Linked DNA regions of Sus scrofa: regions 1 and 3 are each linked to region 2. The links are chromatin contacts, called in public Hi-C and HiChIP or PLAC-seq maps. All regions are on one chromosome and are shown on one strand. The core of a region is the stretch at or near the end of the contact, and the rest is flanking DNA. Distances in the headings are between cores, read along the strand shown.

What was found. Hi-C and Micro-C count contacts between places; a contact is called where the count stands out from the background. HiChIP or PLAC-seq counts read pairs in DNA pulled down with a chosen protein or histone mark.
Region 1: an H3K27ac HiChIP or PLAC-seq map of alveolar macrophages shows a contact between it and region 2. The contact joins two enhancer-like sites. A contact is called at or near these places in 2 of 47 Hi-C or Micro-C datasets (epiblast stem cells and liver) and 2 of 2 datasets of contacts at active chromatin or transcription factors (alveolar macrophages and skeletal muscle).
Region 3: a Hi-C map of alveolar macrophages shows a contact between it and region 2, with 2.0 times the contacts expected there. The contact joins two enhancer-like sites. A contact is called at or near these places in 9 of 47 Hi-C or Micro-C datasets (alveolar macrophages, blood, epiblast stem cells and 6 more) and 2 of 2 datasets of contacts at active chromatin or transcription factors (alveolar macrophages and skeletal muscle).

Annotation. Positions count from the first base shown.
Region 1 is chr1:159,075,253-159,079,878 of Sscrofa11.1, reverse strand. No RefSeq gene overlaps it. Among named protein-coding and RNA genes, the nearest start is that of ZCCHC2, 55 kb to the right of the region's middle. Within about 2 kb of position 2,113, at least 24 of the 83 cell types and tissues checked have an H3K27ac peak or open chromatin away from gene starts, as enhancers often do. A contact at or near this core is called in alveolar macrophages, where this site is marked.
Region 2 is chr1:159,005,343-159,009,753 of Sscrofa11.1, reverse strand. ZCCHC2 (zinc finger CCHC domain-containing protein 2) reads left to right here. Exons shown (of 14, transcript XM_021099630.1): 2 at 3,434-3,545. Among named protein-coding and RNA genes, the nearest start is that of ZCCHC2, 15 kb to the left of the region's middle. Within about 2 kb of position 1,438, at least 2 of the 83 cell types and tissues checked have an H3K27ac peak or open chromatin away from gene starts, as enhancers often do. A contact at or near this core is called in alveolar macrophages, where this site is marked.
Region 3 is chr1:159,091,808-159,096,634 of Sscrofa11.1, reverse strand. No RefSeq gene overlaps it. Among named protein-coding and RNA genes, the nearest start is that of ZCCHC2, 72 kb to the right of the region's middle. Within about 2 kb of position 1,599, at least 17 of the 83 cell types and tissues checked have an H3K27ac peak or open chromatin away from gene starts, as enhancers often do. A contact at or near this core is called in alveolar macrophages, where this site is marked.

The sequences.
Region 1 (4,626 bases), core at 864-3,363, 69 kb before region 2:
CTCAGGTTTGATCCCTGGCCTCACTCAGTGGGTTAAGGATCCAGTGTTGCTGTGAGCTGTGGTGTAGGCCAACAGCTGCAGCTCCGATTTGACCCCTAGCCTGGGAATCTCCATATGCCATGGGTGTGGCCCTTAAAAAAAAAGAAAAAAGGCATAAAATAAAAACTCCTCTACAACTGGCATTCTCTATCCTTTTCCCCTGATTTATGGTTTTCAAAAGATTATGCTATGTTATCTTTTTTTTTTTTTCCTTTTTAGGGCAACCCCCCCACCCCCAGCATATGGAATTTCAGAGGCTAGGGTTCGAATTGGAGCTGCAGTTGCTGGCCTATATCACAGCCACAGCAACGCGGGATCTGAGCCACGTCTGCTACTACATCATAGCTCATGGCAATGCTGGAACCCTGACCCACTGAGCAAGGCCAGGGATTGAACCCGCATCCTCATGATACTAGTTGGATTCATTTCCACTGTACCACAATGAGAACTCCTTTTATCTATTTTGTAACCTGTGGGTGTGCAAGGACTTTTGTCTATTTTGTTCACTGCTATACATACCTCCCTGGCCTAGAACAGTAATTGACTTGTGGTAAATATTCAATAAATATTCAAGGATTAAATAAAAGTGATCCCTTAAGCTATGCTAATTTTCTGTTTTACCTATTCATCAAGGTGTGTTTTATTAACTTTTATAATTCATAATTTTTCAAATTCTTTTTTCTAAAATCTTCCTGGTCATTTTATAGTCTCTTATTGCTTATTTTGTGATTCCTTTTTTCAGTCTTTAAGCACTTGATACATTATCATTTTATATATTTTGTGTCTGATTAATTTCATTACCTAAAGGAATAGGCAATTTAATTCTGTGATCCATAGTTTCTGCTGATTTTCACTCATGGTGGCCTCTTTGCTTGTATTTTTCATGTTGTTTGATTCTGAACTCCTTGGTTGATCTTAATTTGAGGAACTCCTGAGAGCCTGTGATGGGGAAGCTTTTATGAAAAGAGAAGTCAGGTTTGTTTCTGCCGAGGGCCAAAGGCACTATCCAGACTAACCTGAGAATCTCCATTTCCCCTCCCCTTCCCCTCTTACTGTGGCTTTAGCTTAGATTGACCATTATAGTACTGACCCTGGCAGCCAAGCTCCAGGCAGCTCTGCCTTCCTTATTGGTTTGTTCCCCAGTGTTCCCACTCTGGGTTCATCTAACCTTTTTTCTTACTTAACGTGAGCCCATCAATGCAATAGAAAGTCTTGTTAGAGTTCCCTGGTGGCCTAGCAGGTTAAGGATCCAGCATTGTCACTGCTGTGGTGCAGGTTTCTATGTCTGGCCTAGAAACTTCCACATGCCATGGGCACAGCCAAAAATTAAAAGTCTATTGTATAAAGGAGTTAGTTGTTGGGTAGTATATAATGCTGCTAGACTACATCCTATTTCTCCTTTTTCCATGCATTTCCATTTAATTATAAGCTCTAGTTGTCAGGAGGTGGCACTGAAATTGTCTCTTGTCACATTGTTACCTCTCAATCCAGGGCTTCCTAAATAGAAAGTGTCCAATTTACAACTCCCGATGTGTCGGTTAATATTTGAATATCGTATCAGGGGAACTAGCAGGCTTCAGATGGGCTCCTTGACGTCAATGCTCCAGTTCCATGTGGTACAGCCTTTCCTAATTATCTGAGCTTGACTTACTCCAGAGAGCTGCCTCTCTCCACTGAGGAGGATTAATGCCATGTGGTTGGTGCGATTTCGCCCACCACCACCTCTGAGCCTGTTGCCAAGCGTGGTTTGGAGTGGTTGGGCCAGCATCCCGGAGGCCTGTTTGTTTGTCCTAGTATTCATTACTACTTGGCTGTCTTCCCATTCGCTGCCAGTGCAGAGTTATTTATATCAAATCAGGGAAGCCTCGGTGAGCTCTGCCGTGATAACTCACATCCTCAGAATGCCTTGCCTTCCCAAGGATTTCACACGTGGTCTCCTCACAGGAAACCCTGCCCCGCTGACCCAGGGGGATCGCCTGGCTTCCCTGGGAAGTGACAGCTGCCCTCTCCATCTGCCTGGCCAATGGGGCCTGTGCATTTAGATTAAGAGCACTGGTCCACAGTGGAACTTGCCCAAGGAGGTCTTGACCGCTGAGTCATGGAGAATAGCATTTAAGCCGCTCTCCTGGGCAAAAGAAAGTGTGTCCCAGGGTTGGAGCCAGAGCGCTGAGTCACACCTCTCAGCCGGACCTTACCTGCTGTGTGTCAAAGCTTCCAGGAGGCACCACTGGGAGACCACCCATCTCCCCCCTCCCAGATCCACTCTGTGAGCACTGCGGATCTGAGATCCACGTACATCTCTGCTGGGAATGATCACCTCTCATCAGTGTCACGTTCTGGCTGTAATTCATCAGCTCTCATTTGTTCCCCAACCAGTACAGCTTCATTACAGTTAGCGTTTCCCCATTAGACCCAGGGTAGAGCCAAGGAAGGTCTACTGCTGCTCTGGCAGTGCTCTAACTCAATTAACAAATTAACACAATTCCTCTGCAGGCACAGATCGCTAAAGAAATTAGATCAGCTCTGAAAGAAGTCGGGCTGAACAGACCATTGACAGTCAAATCCATATTCCTATTGGTGCTCTCAGCCAGCAGCATCAGAGGCATGACATTGGGAGAAAGGGCCAATATAGAGAGCCTGTATGGCCTGGCAAAATCCTGTACTGAAAATAAATTTTCAAATCAAATTAATTTGCAAGTCCGCCCCACACCAGCAAATCACTATGCAGGGGAGCTGCTACAAGGAGGGCGGCCTTCATGCTCTAGCCTCTGGGAAGGAGTTTCTGCCAGGGGAATATCAACATTGCTTCACTAGACCAGTGTTGAAATGCAGTGGGTACAGGGAGGTGGCAAGTGTGGGTGGCAAGTTTCAAAACATCGGGTTTGCAACACCCACAGTGCCTAGCATCACAGGTTCCGTGGCAGGCAGGATCATGGGTGCTGTTTACACATCCATGGAAGGTTGCTTTGTTTCTCCCAGTTTGAGAAGACCAATTCCAGTTCTAGAAGAGCCGATCTGGCTCCTTGTTTTCTTTTCAATGCAGCACTTGTCACAGTGCATGGCCATTGGTCAAAATTTTCCCTTTGCTCTAAAAACATGCCCTTCTCATTCTCAGAAGGTTAGTCAGAATAAATAGTACAAACTGGACTTTAACCTTAGAACAAGCAGATTTTCACTTACCTTTCTGGAAAAAGGGAAATAGATTATGATTTGTAGAACTTCGCCAGAATTTGATGGTATCCTTTGATAGAAAAACTGTTCTTGTGGACCAGCAGTTCAGTTCATTCCTAAGATAAAACAAGATACATCATTTCTGCCCATTGGTGAACCATTTGAAGGGATTGTTTTAATCATAGAATATGAAAAAATCAGGACTAAAACCCCAAAAACTTTAAAATGGGATTAACATTATATCTATTTTTCTCCTGTTCTCAAACCTGCAACACTCTGCTTCCCCTCTTAATTACTGGCTGATCTTATTCGTACCTCACCTAGGAAATAGAAGTTCTTTTCTGATTCCTCCTGTGTCCGCCTCCCCTAGTCAGTCAGTTTGTCTGCATCTGTTCCTTTTATTTCAGTTTCTTTCCATTACTCTAGTGACCTGTACTTCCTCCCCATACAAGATATCCCACCCTCTCCTACCCACTCAAAAACTTAGCTTCTCTGACTCTGCTTTCTTTTCAGCACTGGATCCTTCCCATGAACAGACAAACATGCTGTCATATTTCCTGTTTAAAAACACCCTCCTGAGTGAGTTCCCATTGTGGTGCAGCAGAAACAAATCCAGCTAGTATCCGTGAGGACTTGGGTTTGATCCCTGGCCTTGCTCCCTGGATTGAGGATCTGGCATTGCCACGAGCTGTGGTGTAGGTCACAGATGTGGCTAGAAACCCGTGTTGCTGTGGCTGTGGCATAGGTGGCAGCTGCAGCTCCAATTTGACCCCTAACCAGGGAACTTCCATATATTGCAGGTACAGCCATAAAAGGGAAAATTAATTATTAATTAATTAATTCCATTTTATGTTAAATTATCGAGAGCTGGTTTCTGATCCTTGTAGTAAAGAGCCCTGAACTGATTAATTGGGGGAGCTAGTGGACTTACTTGTTTCTGTGGAGTTGTTCCTAGAATATAATGATTTGGGAGATTAACTTGGGTTCCACACCACTGGGAGGGGTGGAATATTTTGTGATTACAGCTTCTGATAGCTGGAGAATGGCCTTTTACCACCATCCAGACAAGTTGGCCTCTCTTCCCCATTTCAGGGTTGACCATGATGCCCATTCTGTTAGATTTGGCCACTCAAAAAATGAGGCAAACCACCTAAAAATTAAAAAATTAAAACACACAGGAAGGTGTTCATAGAAGCCAGCACCAATAGCCAATAAACACATATGAAGATACTAAAATTAGTAACTAGGGACATGCATGTTAAAACCCATCAGATTAGCAAAACTAAGTCTGGTACTGCTGAGCTGGTGAGGCTGTGGGGCAGTGGGAACTAGAAGACAGAGCTCTCTTGAAGCGCAAATGGGCAATTTCTAGAAAAGTTATTGCCATGCAGATGTTTTGACCATAGCTATATAGAA
Region 2 (4,411 bases), core at 189-2,688:
TTAGTAAACTTCATAAAAAACAAACTAAGAAATTCCTAATTTCTGATTTTTTTCCCCCTCTTTTCACAGCTGCACCTGTGGCATATGGGAATTCCTGGGCTAGGAGTCGAATTGGAGCTACAACCACAGCAATGCTGGATCCGAGCTACATCCGTGACCTATACTCCATACGGCTTGCAACAATGGTGGAGCCTTAACCCACTGAGCGAGGCCAGGGATCAAACCAGACTCCTCATGGAGACTACTCGGGTCCTTAGCCACAACGGGAACTCCTGATTTTTTTTTTTTTTTTTCTTTAAAGAAAGAATGTCCTGGTATTTAAAAATTTATAGTTTGCATCAAAGGACTAGAGGAAACTTGCAGAATATTGGCAAATGAGCTAAAATAAATTCCATCTACAGTTTAACTGTTGCTAAAGTAAAATGGAGTCGATGTGATCTTTGTCTCATGAAATGTTTTCAGAGAAGAGTCTTTTTAGGACTGCCCAGTCACTTGATTATTTCAGAAACTTTCCCTACATTTAAGAGATCTCAAGCATGTAATTGTGATGGATCTCCTTATATAAAAGTGAAATCTGAGCAGTCTCTAGAATGAAGGATACATTACCTGACAGGTGGATTTGAGCCAACCAGAAACACACCATAGGTCAGAAAAAGCTTTACACACTCAGGTAAGTTTTAGAAAGGAGAAGGGCATACATATAATCATGTTCTTTTCATTCCTGTTCATGTTTTTTGCTGGTGTAGCATTTTTAAACTTCATCTTCTTAATCCAAGCAGAGGAAAATTCTGCCACTTTCCACCTCATCCTGACACTTTCATCCAACTAGTCTTTATAAAATGCCAATTTGACATGTCACCAGTCTGAGCTTAATAGAGCAAGTGAGCTTAATTCCTCCACGAACAATTCCAATCAACCAGTAGTTTTCAGATTTTATGGCCCTTCCCCTTATGCAGAATAAAGCACGCCTGACTTGGAAAAGGGGAGACAGCAGAGCCAACAACCTTTTGCATGAGGACCAGTAAACGCTGTAATTTTGATCTTTGTAGCTCATGAGGCATTAGATTAAATTGTTGTTAAATTAATAAAATTTTATAGTTTCTAAACTTAGTCTAAATGATTTTATAGTATCGATATATGCTAAGACTTGACTTGGGGTAGGGGAGAGAAAACTTAGATATTTCATGGGTTGATGAACTTAGGTCTTTGGATAGAAACTCAATTCCCCTTTTCTGCCTACATAATTAAAACAGAAGGCTTTTTACTTGGTTGTTGTGTTCCTTAAAGTAACTTCAGACTTTGTTGTGCAACCATCAGCACCCTGCATCTCCAGAACTTTCTTTTGTCCTAAATTGAACCTCAGTATCTGTTAAGCAACTACTCCCCGCTCTGTCTCTCTCAAGTCCCTGGCAGCCACCACTCTACTTTCTCTATGAATTGACCCCTCTAGGTACCTTATGTAAGTGGAGTCACACAGTGTTTGTCTTTTTGTGCCTGGCTTATTTCACTTAGCATAATGTCCTCAAGATTCATTCATGTGTCAACTTTATTCCTTTTCAAGGCCGAATAATTTTCAGCTGTATTTTTACCACATTTTGTTTATCTGTTCATCCATCAGTGGATATTTCAATTGTTTCCACTTTTAGGATATTATGAATAATGCTGCTATGAACATCAGAGTACTAATTATCTGAGACTGTTTTCAGTTCTTTTGGGTATATACTTAAAAGTGGAATTGCTGGATCATATGATAATTTTTATTTTTTTGAGGAACTCCTATACTGCCCTCCATAGTGTCTGCACTGTTTTACATTCCCACCAACAATTCACAATTTCTCCATATTCTCACCAATACTCGTCTGTTTTTTGGATAATAGCCATCCTAATGGGTATAAAGTTGTATCTCATTGTAGTTTTGATTTGCATTTCCCTAATGAAAACTGTTGTTTCTTGCATATTTTTCATTCATTTATATTTGAAGGTGTGTTGTCTTTAAATTTATGAACCACATATGAAAAATGTGGAAAATATCCTATAAGAAATGGTTGATTTATTCAGCTAGAACTTCCAGTTACAAATACTTGAGAGGATTACAGTACTTTACTTACATTGATTTTTAAAGTATTTATAGCAACTCTAGGCCAATGTGGTTGTAGTACTTTGTAGTAAATGATTAAATAGTCTGTTAGCGAATACATGATTTTGTTATTGCAAGAATTCCTAAATCCACCTTTTTAAAATAAGTAATTTGAAAGTTGGATGTCGGTGCTCTTTCTCTTCTCCTTAAGTGTTCCTGTGTAGACAGGCTTTATTTCCTTGGGTTTCTGAAAGAAGACACACTACAAGGCTGAAGCTTAGCTCCCAAGAATATCTAATATGGTGTCTTATTCCCAGAAATAGAGCTGCCAATTGGCAACCCATACTCATTGTTAGGCCAGGATGACTGATTAGGCTGTAGAACAAAATATTTTAGGACTTCCCTTGTGGCTTACAACAAAATATTTTAAATTAGGAATCCTTGGAAAGCGAAGGGTCATCTCTTTACTTCCTTTCTTTATAAATTAAAAATTAATATTATTTATTGCAGATTTGTAAAATTGTAATTATTCCTGAAACTGAGATAATTTTGCTCTGAGTAGTATTTTGAGATTCTGAACATGAAGGGGGGGATAAGGTGTGAGTGGCGATAAAGAATGTTATAAAGCTATTTTATTTTTTGGCTTATCCAGTGGGTTATAGTAACAATATATGCATGACAGTGCTTGAATTCAGAGAGCTCTGTGTAAGATGAACATGCTGTTCATTTCTCATAGCAGCAGTTCTGGGGTAAACTTAATCTAGTTCACATGATTGGCTGGGCAGTCTCAGATTTAGAGTACCCAGTACTGTTAAATGATTTAACATTCATAGTGAACTTACGTGCATACACATTCTTGTTGAGCGAGGTGGGCATGTATTGATGATACCTTTTAAAAACTTTTTCCCAGCAAAGCATCTTGATAGACTGTCACTAAAACCAAGTAATGAGGAAAAATTGCATAATGTAAAAAATACAAAAGCCATTACATCTGGGGAATAGCATAAAGGGAGCCATCTATTTTGTATGTGTTCCTTCAGTCCTGGGTTCACTTTGGTATAGAATTGACATCATTGGCAACTCTGAGTAGCAATTTTCGGTGTGTCCCAAGAGAACTAAGACAGTAAATAATTGATAGAATATTACCATTAAATGAAGAAAATATTGGTACTTCTTTCCTTACTGCTCTCACACTGTACTTTCTGTGCTTAATAGGTAATCACCTATTTGATCTCTAGAAATTGGCTATTAAAATTGTTGCTGTTAAAATTATGACTGTAATCTGGTTTATTTTTGTGACATCCACTGTTTTTAATTTCTGGTATAGATTAACCTGTACCCCTCTTTCTCTTCTAGAATGACTCTGCTCATAGTGATTATTTGCAAAGTGGCGAAGCCAGTTTGTTAGAACAAGCCCCAATACCTCATGACGGACTTACTGTGGCACCTCATAGAACCCAGCGAGAAGGTATGCTATGTGTTTTTTTTCCTAAACTTTAGAGCATCTGTACGTGAAGAGATTGCAGCATGCTCTTAACATTGGTTAACTCACTCTTTCTCCTTTTTGAAATAGAGAATCCTACGGGTCTAGGTTGGGCTCAAATGCCGGACCTCGTACTTCCTTGAGTCTGCATGTGGGCCCTGGCTTCACAGCCCCTGGCCTGTCCCAGCACATGCTCACCTGGTTCTGCCTTGTAGTCATGGATCTTCTGTCTGGCTGCATACTTCTGGAGGGCAAAGACCTTCACCTACTCCTGAAGTATTAGTACAGTGCTATATCTGGAAAATACTCAGTTTCTCCTGAAGAAATTAATTTTATAGAAGTTCACTGCAAGAGAGTAAAGATATTTCTTACAAGTCCATGTTTTCTGCAGTAATGCACTTTTCAAGAGGACTGAGTTGGGGGTGGGGGGTGAAAGGACATGGCCACCTGATCAGAGATGAGTTCAGATATTCTCTTCATATCTGGGAGTCCGTTAACCTGTATTGAGGGAAAAATTGAAATAGAAACTGTGGACTGCTGCCTAGACAGTCTTGGGAAGGGAATGATGTACAATAAGCATCACACTCAACTGTAACAGCTTTGAATTGGTGTCATTTTGTCTCCTTCTGTTACACTAATAATCCTTTTCATGTATTATATTTTTCTTTACAGAGAAAAAATAGATGTGAATGTTTAATGTTTAAAAAAGGTTTATGTAATGACTACTTCTGTTCTAGACTTGAAGGATAGACTACTTCAGCCAGGCTCACTGAACCTGCCAGTAACCTAAAGCAGTTTGGTTTTACAGTGAGGTTCCTTTTTTTGAAAAAATAAATAAATGAAGATACTGG
Region 3 (4,827 bases), core at 350-2,849, 87 kb before region 2:
TCCATTTCAGTGGAAATGCACAGATGGTGTTAAATGAGTCATATTTATTTCCTTTACACCCACTAAAAATAAAGGGCGGTAAATTAGAGACAGCTATTTGGAAGGATGTTCCAAATAGATAATGGACAATTATTTTCTTTCTAAGGAAATGGCATGTCTTTAAAATATATTTCTCATCCTACTGATATAATAGTATTTAATATCATGATCTTGTCTTAGCCTCATATTACAGAGGTTTGGATGGATGAGAATGTGGGAATTCAGGGGAAAAAAACAACCAGCAGCACTGGGGCATCTCCATGCCCTTCTCTCCCTCACCCTTATAACTGGTGTTGGTCTTGTGGTTTTCTGCCTGCTGTTGACCCTTCCTATTTCTTATGGGTTGAATATGTCCTTAAAAAGATATGTTGAGGTCCTAACCCTTGGAAGCTGTGAATGTGACCTTATCTGGAAGTAGGATTTTTGCAAATGTGATCAAGATGGAGGTGAAGATGAGGTCACACTGGGGGAGGGTGAGCACCCAAGCTAATAGGACTGGTGTTCTCATTAGGAGAGTGGAAGAGACGCAGAGCCAAATGTCATGTGAAGACAATGGCATGCACACAGGGAAGATGGTGTGAGGACACAGAGTGAGCACCATGTGATGCTGAGAGAGAGACTGGGGTGATGTGTCTACAAGCTAAGGAATGCCAGGGATGGTCAGCAACACCAGAAGCTGGGAGAAAGGCACATATCTTCCCTTAGCGCCTTCAGAGAGAGCATGGCTCTGCTGACACCTTGATCTTGGACTTGGAGCCTCCAGAATTGGGAGAGAATAAATTTCTGTTGTTTCAAACCATGTTTGTGGTACTTAATTAAGGCAGTCCTAGGACTCAAACACACTACTTCTATCAAAGAGAAGCCCCAGAGTGGCTGGGTGGTAGGTGTTTATCTGAGCAGTTTTTAATCACCTGAAATTCTAACCTTTTAAAATCATAGCGAGCTACCTCTAAACAAGAGGGATGAGGGGATTGAAATCATTTGTGTTCTGACCACATTGAGCAAGAGGTGATGTGGAAAGAATCTAAACATTTAGGGTCTTTGCACAGATCTCTTCCTGCCTGGGTGAGGAAGAGATGGGGATTTTCCTCCCCTGGCGGCTGAGAGCCATCTTCAGAAGCTTGGGATGCCAGGCCACCTAGCTGCCTCTGTTTTCATGAGGATGATGTTCATTTAATCTGCCCATGCCTGACCTTTTATGGAGATTTTTCAGGACATTGGCTTGTTTTTTCCTTCCTTGCTACTTGCCCTGCTGTCAGGGACTCCACCCCAGTGTAACAGGTCCATTCTGCTTCTCTAGTCAAGGGTAAAGGGAACTCAGGCTATTAAGCGGCGAAATATCCTCGGTCAATTAACTGCCACACTATTTAAATCCGTAATATGTTAACTCGGCTTATTTGGACTTAGGAAATGCTCCATCATCCTGTTGACACAGCGCCTGAAAGAAAAAATCAAATGCCAAGAGCCTTACGCAAAAGGACTTCCTTGGCAGCATAATGTTTGTATTTGAAAACAATTCCGCTAGGTGGCGCTCCATTGAAGGTTGGGGCCAGGGTCCAGGCGCTTCCCTCAGTCACAGCAGGTAATGGGAGCAATCCCGGAATGAATGAGGTTGTCTAGAAGGCAGTCCTAAATTGCTCTGACAGATTTAGGAGATGATATATCCTTGATTTTCAGATTAGACCGAACCTCCGACTGCTTCCCTCATTAACAGCCTCCTCTGTGATCAAGGTTCTCCTACCTCCGTCCCTTGGGCTCGGTTGGGATCAACCCACAACCAAACCACAAAATCAAACGGACACAAGTGAAAGCAGTCCTTCAGGGCTCGACGTAGAGGGCCGCTCTCCATTACCGTTAGCATCCTGCCTGGCATAGAGGTGCTTGGCTGGCAGAAAAGGCATTGTCAGCGTCTCATCATGGTACCGGCAAAATGGAGAGGACACTTTGCTCCCACTAACACCCTCTGGATCACTCCGAGAGTGACCTGCTAAGAAGGATGGGATGGTTTGAGATGACAGGATTAAGTGCATTTCCAATTGGAACTGAGCCAACTTCTTGCATCAAGATCACTTATAAATATATTTAACCATGGGCATCAGAGGTAGTCAGGCTAAAAAGGGGGGGGGGAGGGCTAAAGAGTGAAGAAAAAACCCTCTAAGAATAGCTGTCTGGCTGCCACTACTCTACACTTTGAAAGAGGCATGCCCTTTGTAGTGGCTGTGGAAGAGTTTGCTTTTCCTAAATGACAAAGGTTCTGTTGGACACCAGCCTTTTGACATCCTCCTGATCCTCAATTTCCTCTGCTGTAAGGTGGAAAAAGTAGTTCTTTCCTGGTGGTGCTGCGATGAGGCTTACAAGTAAAATATGAACGGCCCTAGCAGGTCCTCAAGAAATAACTCGTTCCTTCTTATCCTACAGCTCTTCTAAGAAGTTTGGAGGAGGGCTTTATAAACACAAGAGGTTGACAGAATTATTACAGACCAATCACCAAAGCTAAGCTGCTGAAACTTTGGTACAGATTTTTTTTTTTTTTTTGGTCTTTTTTTGTAGGGCCATACCTGTGGCATATGGAGGTTCCCAGGCTAGGGGTCGAATAGATCTGAGCCTCATCTGTGACCTACACCACAGCTCACTTCATGGCAACACTAGATCCTTAACCTGAGGCCAGGGATTGAAACTGCATCCTCATGGATACTGGTCAGATTCATTTCCGCTGAGCCATGAGGGGCACTCCTGGTACAGATTTTTTTTCCTGTACGTATAGCTAGAGCAAATCCCCTCATCCCCACCTTCAGTTTGGAGGTTGGTTATTGCCTTATGAACAGTGGGGAAGGACACATGAGGCTCCCTGCTGCCTTCCAATTTGCTGGCCGAATGACTCTAGGAAAGGAACCAAAAACAGAGCCAGGTGTGCTGACTTCCCTAGAATAATCTGGGCACTAGAGCCTCCTGACAGATGCACATTCTGCATTATCCCAGGGATACTGTGAGATAGACAAATCTGATAAGAATGCCTTCAATTTCTTCTTCTGTCTCCCTTTCTTTCTTCCCTCCTCTGTCAGTGAAGTTGCAGGCCCCCATCTTTCTTCCCTTTTCTCCTTTAGTAACACTTGATCACAGGGAAAAAAAAACTGATTATCAGTAGCTTTACATCAATGGACATTTGTACACTGCTCTTCTCTAGATGGGATTTCCCTCATTTATTCACCACCAAGAAGGTGGTGGAGGTGTTTTGGAAGGCAGGGACTTTCTGACGTCCCTGAGATCACCCCCAAAGGACGCATCTGCCGTTCACTCTGTATAAGCTGTTGGAAGCATGTCGATCTCAGAAGCCACGCCCATGTAGCAGGTGGAGGTTTGAAACAGTTGGATACATGCTACTAGAATTCCTGAAAAATAGCAGCAAAGATCCATAAATAAACATTAGAGATGAAATACAGACTGTTTGGCATTTAACATATTTTTAAAATATTGTTTACCAATTTCTTTCCTCTTTGCCAGTCGTTAGAGTCGCCAAGTGGCTCTTTAAGATTTGGCCCGGCCCCCACCTCTCTGATGATGAGCCCAGCTTAGGGAAAACACGATCTGAATGCAAACAAGCCAAATGTAAATTTGTGCCTGCTCAAATCTCTAGATTTTATTCCATCCCCACGTTAAGCCCGGAAGGAAAAGGTAGCCTTAGGATGAAGGGCACGTGCTTGGCTTTGACAGTTGAGAAGCCAGGACAGGAACAGCAGGTATGAAGCTCTGCTTGTCAGCATTTTCTGCTCCCTCTTCCAAAGCAGGGATTGCTAATCCTTTGCTCTCATGGAGCAAGGACGCAATCCTCAGTGCAACTGTTTGAGAGTGGGTGTTGGGACATACTCCCTTAGAGCTTCAAGTGGGTCCCCAGTGGGAGGGCCAAGGCCAAATTTCAATAGTTCAGTTCTCTAAGACAGTGCAGAGCAGGTCTTTCAAAAGAAACTACTGGTTGCCCCTAAAATTACTGCCAACTCCATGTTGTCTGATACCTAAAATCCTATCATTAGAACATCCCTCCCTGGAGTCCATAGCTTTGGAGCCTACAAGACAGACAGAATACTAAGTCTTCTGCATATGCTTACTCATTTGATTTTCACAATCCACTATTATTACTATTTTACAGATGAAAAAGATCGAGGCTCAGAGAATGAATTACCCGAGATCCTACAGCCAGAAAGGGGCAGGCAGAGTTATCAAAACTAGGTCTATTTTATTCCTCAAGACCCTTATTTCCTCCACTGTTACGTCACACAGCCTTCAGTGGGTGAGGATTTGAGGAGACAGGTGAAGAGGGCAAGGGAGGCAGAGAAATTAAATTGCGGAGAGAAAAGAGAACAGGAGGTAGGCTGCAGGGCCAGAGATAAATCTCCCGATCTCAGTCCTACCTTGGGCTGGGCCTGATTTGAAGTAAGGGCACCTCAGAGTGGAAGCTGCCATATCCCCCCGAATCAAGTTGCCTTCATCCAACAGGATTCAGCAGATTGGGCAGCCAAGAGGAGAAGCAAATGACAAATATCCATTGTGTGATAAAGGTTAACCATCGAAATGTAAAAATCAGGGTCGGTGCTGTTGTTATTATAAAATTATATACTGTCATTATTCTCCTGATATGAATGAGGGTCACATTTTTTGGGCAGAAACTCCGGAAATATTATACCTGCTCCAGGGAGTGGACCTCATGTATTGCTTACCTGGAATGGATTCTTTTTAAAACTCCCCTACTATGGAGTTCCAACTGTGGCTCAACATGTTAAGGACCCAACATTG